2 separate regions of the Mus musculus genome follow, and region 2 is linked to region 1. Evidence: chromatin contacts called from public Hi-C data. All regions are on one chromosome and are shown on one strand. Each heading gives the region's core, a stretch centred on a gene start, on an enhancer-like site or on the middle of the called end of the contact. The rest is flanking DNA. Distances are from core to core; before and after follow the strand shown.

What was found. Hi-C and Micro-C count contacts between places; a contact is called where the count stands out from the background.
Region 2: a contact with region 1 is called in a Hi-C map of liver, with 2.0 times the contacts expected there. The contact joins two enhancer-like sites. A contact is called at or near these places in 5 of 39 promoter capture datasets (the 3T3-L1 cell line, embryonic stem cells, liver and 1 more), 1 of 484 Hi-C or Micro-C datasets (liver) and 2 of 9 other capture datasets (adipose tissue and macrophages).

Annotation. Positions count from the first base shown.
Region 1 is chr7:81,365,638-81,369,592 of GRCm38.p6, forward strand. The region is part of intron 3 of Cpeb1 (cytoplasmic polyadenylation element binding protein 1); the gene reads right to left. Among named protein-coding and RNA genes, the nearest start is that of Rps17, 22 kb to the left of the region's middle. Within about 2 kb of position 2,549, at least 4 of the 459 cell types and tissues checked have an H3K27ac peak or open chromatin away from gene starts, as enhancers often do. A contact at or near this core is called in liver, where this site is marked.
Region 2 is chr7:81,683,263-81,687,198 of GRCm38.p6, forward strand. All of the region lies in intron 1 of Homer2 (homer scaffolding protein 2), which reads right to left. Among named protein-coding and RNA genes, the nearest start is that of Homer2, 22 kb to the right of the region's middle. Within about 2 kb of position 2,344, at least 15 of the 459 cell types and tissues checked have an H3K27ac peak or open chromatin away from gene starts, as enhancers often do. A contact at or near this core is called in liver, where this site is marked.

The DNA of each region.
Region 1 (3,955 bases), core at 1,299-3,798:
AAGAATGTCAGCAGATAATATCTGAAGTCTATAGCAGAGACTTCTTAGCTTTGCTATAACCTGTCTACTTGGCATTTCAATCAATGTTTGTTTGTTTGTTGAGTCAGGGTCTTACCATTCATCACCTGCTGGCTTGGAATTATCTATGTACACTAGGCTGGTCTCAAACTAGTGATCTTTTCATCTCCCAAGTGCTGAGATTACAACATATAACCACTACACCTGGCTATCATCAGTGTATTTTTCAAGTGCTTTAATTTATGACTGTCTTTTGTTACTATAAAAATTTCATCAAACTGTTACCACATTGGGAACACGATATTTGAGGAAACCTGAATTTGTGTTCCCAAGGTATGGTCATTCATACTGGGCTCCAAAATAAATGACCTCTATTTTCTTTTAGGTGAGACCTGTGTTTTTGCATCATCACATAGCACAAAGACATATGAAAAAAATTGTAAAAGGAAATAAGTAGTTTAAAGGGGTCATAGCTAGGGACACTAAGGACAAGAATGGGCTATGGGAACTATGCTTTTACCCAAATTGGTTTTGATTTTGTTTTGTAAGTGCTTTTTAAATAGCCCCAAACCAACACAGTAGTCAATACAGGTGATTTTCCTCCTTCCCTCCAGTTTATTATATTCACTTGTATTGATACATGTTTTGCCAGCTACAAATTCTATTTATCTCAGCTAACTTGCAAACTGTTAGTATCTTGGAATTCTTGCAAATTATCTTGTCAACAACAGGAATTTTATCTACAGAAAGCTTCTACTATGAGCATGGCCTGATGGCATATTCCCTTAATCCCAAGACTTGGAGGTGAGGCAGGTGGATCTCTGTGAGTTCCAGGACAGTCTAGTCTACACAGCAAGCTCTAAGTTAGTTAAAGCTACATAGTAAGATCCATCTTCCTCAAACACCAACAAAAGGAATCCTCTACTATGGTAACAAGCCTATCCAAATAGAAAATGGCATAACAACCCACACTAGTTGATTCCACTTTCTCAAGAGATGGTCAGTCATCTATTTTATGACTTGGACCAGGTTCAGTTAAGTTCCTACTAACAGCAACTTTTCCACTCACTGAACATCAAAACACATCTCAGATATGAATCTTTCCCTAAATCCTAATAAGTATTAGCCTATCTTAACAAAGTTTTGAGGTTAGCAATGTCCATCCCATAGCAGAGCACAGTACAGAAGTGCATCATTCACTAGCTACAGCAATCATTACTGAGACCTTGTGTCTACTTATTTTCATGTCCTTAGCACATCTCCTTTTTGTTCAAATCTTTTAAGATCATCAACCACAGATGATAAATCTCACCTACCAGAAGTTCAGGGGACCTAAAAAGAAAGGTCTCAAAAGTTAGGGATGGCCATGGTAAGAACTCATTAAAATGTACCTAAAACACCACTTGAGGTCTGAACCAGAATCTGCATTTTAACAAGATCCCTGTGAGGATAGATACACTAAAGATACACTAAAGCTTTGAAAACTCCAGCCAAAATCCCTATGTTTTATTACTTTAAGTTCCTAATTACTATACCCTTACTACACCCAAACATGCTTCATATGAAATTATTTATGTTAATTTAAAGGTTGGAGCGTATAAATAAAGCTCTTACAGTATAATGAAGACTAACATTCAAGGACATAGAAAGCCAAAATGACTATACAGGGCATTTCACAAAGAGTCTGATTTCTAAAAACACTGTGTGGAAGTAGGGAAGAAGCAGAGAGGCAGAGAAACACAGCACCACGAACAATAAAGAATAAAAAGAATGACATGGAATATAATACTTTCGGGAAAGTGATGGCCGGAACTAGCTGCATCCTGTAAAAAGCTCACATTGAACAGAAGCAAAGGAGCTAAGGCCTATTGCTTCAAGCAGATACGTGTTTTAAAAAGCAAGACAATTGCTACAGAATTGATGGGGCTAGAGATGGCTCAGTCATTAAAGGCTAAGGTAAAACATTCATAAAAAGACATTACTGTATTACTGGGCACAGGACAAATTTGGAATATAAAAATAATAGTTTAATAAATGAATATATCTATTTTAAACTGCCCAAAGAAATTTGGAATGTAAAAATAATAGTTTAATAAGTGAATATATCTATTTTAAACTGCCCAAAGTTCATTATTGCTCTGTTATAAACAAATCTAGATAAAATTGTTCACAAAGAATATGTATACACATATAAAGAAAATGCACAGCTGATAAAGGGATAAAATGAATGCCAACAATAGGAAAATCTGAATTAAGCTGGCTTGAGATCTCTTTCAGCCCACAGAATGAGCCAAGTTTCTGGAAACTGTGACCCACAGTCAGATGCCCTCGAGTGACCTGACTGTCCCTTTACAGCCCAACCCGGCAGAAGGTTCCAACTCATTAATGCCATTTCAGAGCACAAGAGACCAAATCAGCAGTAATTATTTTTAGACTGATTTTAAACTTTCTCTACTTTCAGCCTTCTCTCTATGCCAGGTCTCCAGTTTTTCAGCTGAGTCACTGTTGGAATTTTCTGAAGCCTGCCTCCCTCTCCAAGAGTCTAAAGGTGCCCAGATCTGATGTTAGCACTGGCAACAGTAGTGGGTTGGGACTGGAGGCCGTTATCACAAGACACAGCTCTCAGCTCAAGCTCACAGGACACAATCATCAAATACTTGTAATCTATAAGTGCAGTCACAGGGAAAATCTTGGAGCCATCACTCCAATCCTAGGTGTATGGCTGTATACTGGAAGCCTATGTGTACCCTTAGTTCTGAGGCTGCCTGCAGAGAGTTGAAGCAAATCTGCAAGAAAACTTAGTTGTGCCCTGGACATCCATATTCCATATTGGAGAAGCCTAAACCTATTTTGAATGCTGGCTCATTAACAGTTTGAAAAAGGTTGGGAAAGCAGAGCAAAAGTCATTTGTATCATCCCAGGCTGCTCTACCCTATGGATCAATGGGGAAGTCTGCAAATGAAACAGCACAGGGAACATTACATTCAACTGGTCAACAGGACAGAAACCAAAGGAGATGAATAGGTTAATCTCATGAGACTTCTAAAAGGGAATTAGAATAGACATGTCCTCTGGCATCCTCAGGCTGAGTATCTCACTTGCCCACTGGGCTTCTGTACAAAGTGGCCATTAAGAGTTCTTTCTTCCAGGTCCCTCAAGGTAGATTTGAAATGTCACTTCACTCTCCTGCTGAGTAATGCTGCATACAGAAGAGTCATAAGGGGAAAGGCTTTAGAAAGACAAATCCAGTGGGTGGTTAAGCTGATGAACTGAGACCAAGGGTGGAAAGCGAGTGGGAAGTGTCTGTCAAGTGCCCTCATCTTAAGAGATTTCATCAATGAACAGATCACCCCAGGCTTCTTACTTAGCTACATGAGGTTACCTTAAGTCTGGTCTAACATATTAAGGTTCTGGTCACAGAAAAGGGGTTTAATAGGAAGAATGGGAGGTTTAGAACAAAAGACACCAGGTTTGGAATGCTTAGACAGACAATAGATGCCACTTTGTGTACTTTTGCAAGTTTTTCCTCATCTGTACAAGCACTAAAATCATGTGCTATGTTCAGCATTAAAAAAATTAAGATATGTTGGCTGTATATCACTTCATTCCTCAACATGGGGTATATAGCCTTGACATACTATTAAAGGACCTTTTCCTTGATAGTCATAGTGACTGTTTCTTAAGAAAACTTCTGCTTATTTCCTCTGGGTGTGCCCATATATGCACATGTATGTAGGTAAGAAAAATGTTGGGAGTTGGTGCTCTTTTTCTACCATGTGGATCCCAGGGATCAAGCTCAAGTTGTCAGGCTTGGTGGCTGTGCCTTTATCTGCTGAGCCAACGTCCTGGAGCTTCTTAATGACAGTGATTTCATCCTATTCACTGGCATACCTGCAGTACCCAACAGTTTCTGGCACATAGTGTGTAATGCCCGAGT
Region 2 (3,936 bases), core at 1,094-3,593, 320 kb after region 1:
ATGGGTGGGCTGAGCTGAGAGCCCATGGGGATCTGCAGGCTGGACTGGCTTCCTCTTGCTTTCTGACATTGCTATTTCTCCCGTTCCTCTTTGCAATCCAGAAAATTGTTGCAATCTCTCAATTGCTTTTAATTCCCCCTTATTTTCACATGGGTGCCCTGGGATTACACTTTGCTAATCTCTTTATTATCGTTTTAATGGGTTCTGGGCAGAGAAGGTATAAATACACCCAAGATGAATCCTCCATCTTGAACTCTAAGTTAATCTTTCAGTTTTCAGTTATAGCTTACATATGCTTAAAAGATAAGAGACATTCTATTCTAACGGAGGCAGGCTGCCGTCAGGGGGTGATCATGGAGACACAGGTTCAGATGGACATCCCAGCCTGCTGACTGGCCCTGACTCCAACACGGAGCCCTTCCACAGATGAGCACCTCTGCCTGCCACAGATCAGTCAGCACATGTTAAGAGCTGTCCAACCATATGAGGGCTTCCTCTTTCCAGGATTTGTTTTCAAGCAAATTAATTCTCCCTTCTAATGTAAGAGACAAGACATTTGCCACTGCATGGCTCAGGAACACCTTCTGCAGGTTCCGCTGGCCTCAGAGAACCTTTTTACTCAAAAGCAAAGATTGCATGATACACCCCAGCTTTACAAAGTCCTGAGTTTAAAAATAAACATGGGTATTTGAAGGAACACAAAAATAGCTTGTGCACTCGGCTCTTCAAAGCCCAGTGGCACTAGGTGTATGCTGGCTCAGAGGACACCCAGAGAGCCAAAATCTAACACAAAGCCCTCACGGACCTCAAACAAGTGAGAAAGCCAGGAAGAGAGCCTTCTGTGTGCTTGGCTCCTTTGTGCTACCCAGGCCCATCCATGCCCAGCTCCCTCCAGCCACACAAGCGCCCACCCCGTCGATCTATTCATAAGCCAGTTGTAAAGACAGTCCCTGACCTGAAACCCTTGTCATCACCCAACTCCTGCCTTTGAGGTCTCCTCCTCTCCAATCTCTGTACTCAGCTGAAGGGCTTAACACAATGGAAGCTCCTGGCAGGCTATTCCTGCCTTTCCATGAGCGGTGCCCTCCCCAGGAATGTCTTCCTCACAGCTGCCCCCCTCCTGCCCCAACCCAGCTCACTCCCCCTAGTCAAAACCCCTCCAAGCTTCAAGGCTAGCACAAATTAGCTACTTCTTGCATTAGAACCATCGATCTGACTTCTCTTGTTGAAGCTTAATTTTCTGTGTGCTTTTTCTGTGGCCATTGTGTTGTGTTCTGCCTCATCTCAGAGCAGCTGTCATTATTTCCCTTCGATAATCCTATGAACCCCCTTAGGCAGGGATCAGATCTTCTTTTCTATGGACCCTGAGTACCTCAGGGGAGGAAGTGTGGGGCTGGAGAGATGGCTCATCAGATAAGAGTGTTTACCCAAGTCATCAGCACCCACTAAAGCAGCTCACAGCTACAGGTGAACCCAGCTTCAGGGGAATCCAATACCCCTGGCTTCTGTGGGCACCTGCACTCATGTGCACATACTTTCCTGCATGCACAAACAAATGCACATAAGTTAAACTAATAAAAATAAACCTTAGAGTGGGGCTTGAAGCTAACACCTTGACTAAAGCCAATACTTACATAGCTTAAAGAAACCCAATACCAAGCTAGCAGGAACCAATGTAATTCTAAAAGGCAGGCAGGCAGATGTTTGCTGGATGGTCTCAGGACCTGAGAATGCCTTTCTATGGTAGACTTGTTGGCTATGCAAGTCCATAAGCACTCATGTGTACACACAGGGGCATGCTAGAGTGCCCTGTCCCGCTCAGCTCCTAGCATCTGGAACCCCAGTTTGAGCTTCTCTACTGGAAATCTGTTCCTTGTGTCCTGCACAGGGGGCCTTTCCCTGCACTGTGCCCTACCTGACCTGAAGAAATGCAGAGAGCACAGCTTACTGGGTAAACTTGCAGGCTATCTGTGTCTTACATGCCATTTCACAACCAGATTCAAGACAGCTGAACACCAAAGCTTGTGTCAACAGAGAGGCAGGAGAGAAGGAGACACAGAGAGACAGAGAATGAGAAGAGACAGCCACAAACACCCACTAAAGCTCTGTTCAGATGTCTCTGAAAGATCCCAACGATCTAAAAGCCAAGAATTACATGGTTTCCTGACACCCTATGGATCGACTGGCTGCTGTGTGGATAACAGGCCATGACCAGTTAGTCTGGGCCTCCATTCTGGCTCTTCTAGAATGGCTTTTCGCTCTTGGAAAAGGCTTGGGGCATAACTGCCAGCAGGAAGGTCCGGACAGCTGGCGCTCACATATCCTGGCTGCAGTCTGGCTCAGAACAGCCTGTGCTTGTTTCCACGAACTAAGGGCATGTCACCCAGCCCCTCCACAGGTCCAGATGGTTTGTGTATGCCAATACCACCTTCCCACTTCATTTTTACCTTCTCAAAGCTCACTTCAAACATCTATCCTCAGATTCGCCTATTTCCAAGTGCATTTAATCAAGTGCATCAGGGTAGTTCATATCCCTCTCATAAGGAATCTGTTTTCTAAACAGGAGAGGCCTTCCTGGGGGCCAATAGCAATGCTGAGATCCATTCTACCAAGGTTTCGGCAGTGTTTTGGAAGAGGTAGCTTCTAGAGATTTCAATGTTTAACGGTCATTTCTTGTGTGAGCATCATACTGGCCACTGATACTCAAGAGACCTCTCCCAATCTTCTAGACAGCCTTGAGATTAGCACCATTGCTTCTTTTGCGGAGCTAATTCTAGGAGAAAAGATTAAATAACTTGTTCAAGACAGGTGGTGGTGGCTCACACCTTTGAAATCAGCCATTGGGAGACAGAGACAGGAGGATTTCTGAGTTTAAGGCCAGCATGGTCTACAGAGTAAGTTCCAGGACAGTCAAGGCTGCATAAAGAAATTCTGTCTCCAAACACCACACACACACACACACACACACACACACACACACACACACACACAGAGGGTAATTTGCTCAAGTTCATATACGTTCATTACACAATGGTCGCTGTGTCACCCTATCCCTGTGACTCTTCAGGTTCCTTTAACATCTGTTCCACCGTGTGTATCTGGTGATGCCCAAACCTTTGTTCTACCTACTCTCCTTCCATCACAGAGCCTCTCAGTCCTTTGCCTCTCCTCCATGTTCAGGATGAAGTATTCTTGGGATGCTCAGCTGGCTTCTGAGTAAACATCCATTCTTGTACATCATTCCAGGCCAAAGCCATCCTGGAGTTCTGACCATCATGAGACTGTCAGCCCGAAGCCCTCATTGCTACATCAGCTACCAACACCCCTGCTACTCTCCCTTGATTCTTGGTGGTTTGGGTACCTGAATCGCCATCTCTTCCCCTCCCCCACCACCCTTGTTTTGATTCTTGGTGATTTCTATGCATGCAGAGACAACCCTTCCAACTGGCCTTTTAGACATGAACTCCTTCCTCTCTCAGCCTCTCTTAACTCCCTGTCTTAACTTGGCATGGCCAGTAACTCCAACCCATCTACAATCTTCACTTCCTTGATCCTTCTCTCTGAAACCGATGCGTATTATCCGGGTCCATTCCAGGGCTATAACAATACACAATGAGGCTGGGTGGCTTATAAAGGATAGAAGTGTGTTTCTCGCGGTTCTGTCTGTTGGGAAGTTCAGGATGGAGGTGCTAGCAAGTTTGGAGTCTGGGGAGGATCTTCTCTCCAGCTCACAGCTGGCACCATCTAGCTCTGTTCCCTTATGCAAAGGCCTGGTTCTTTGAGACTTCTTTTCAGGGCAGGATTTCCATTCCTGAGAGTTCTGTGTTCATGGCCCAGTCCCTTCTCAGACGCTCCTAACACCATCACATTGGTGAGGAAGACAGAGAAGAGTTTTACAGAGTCAGCAAGTGATTCAGAACTTAGCAGTAGCAGCTG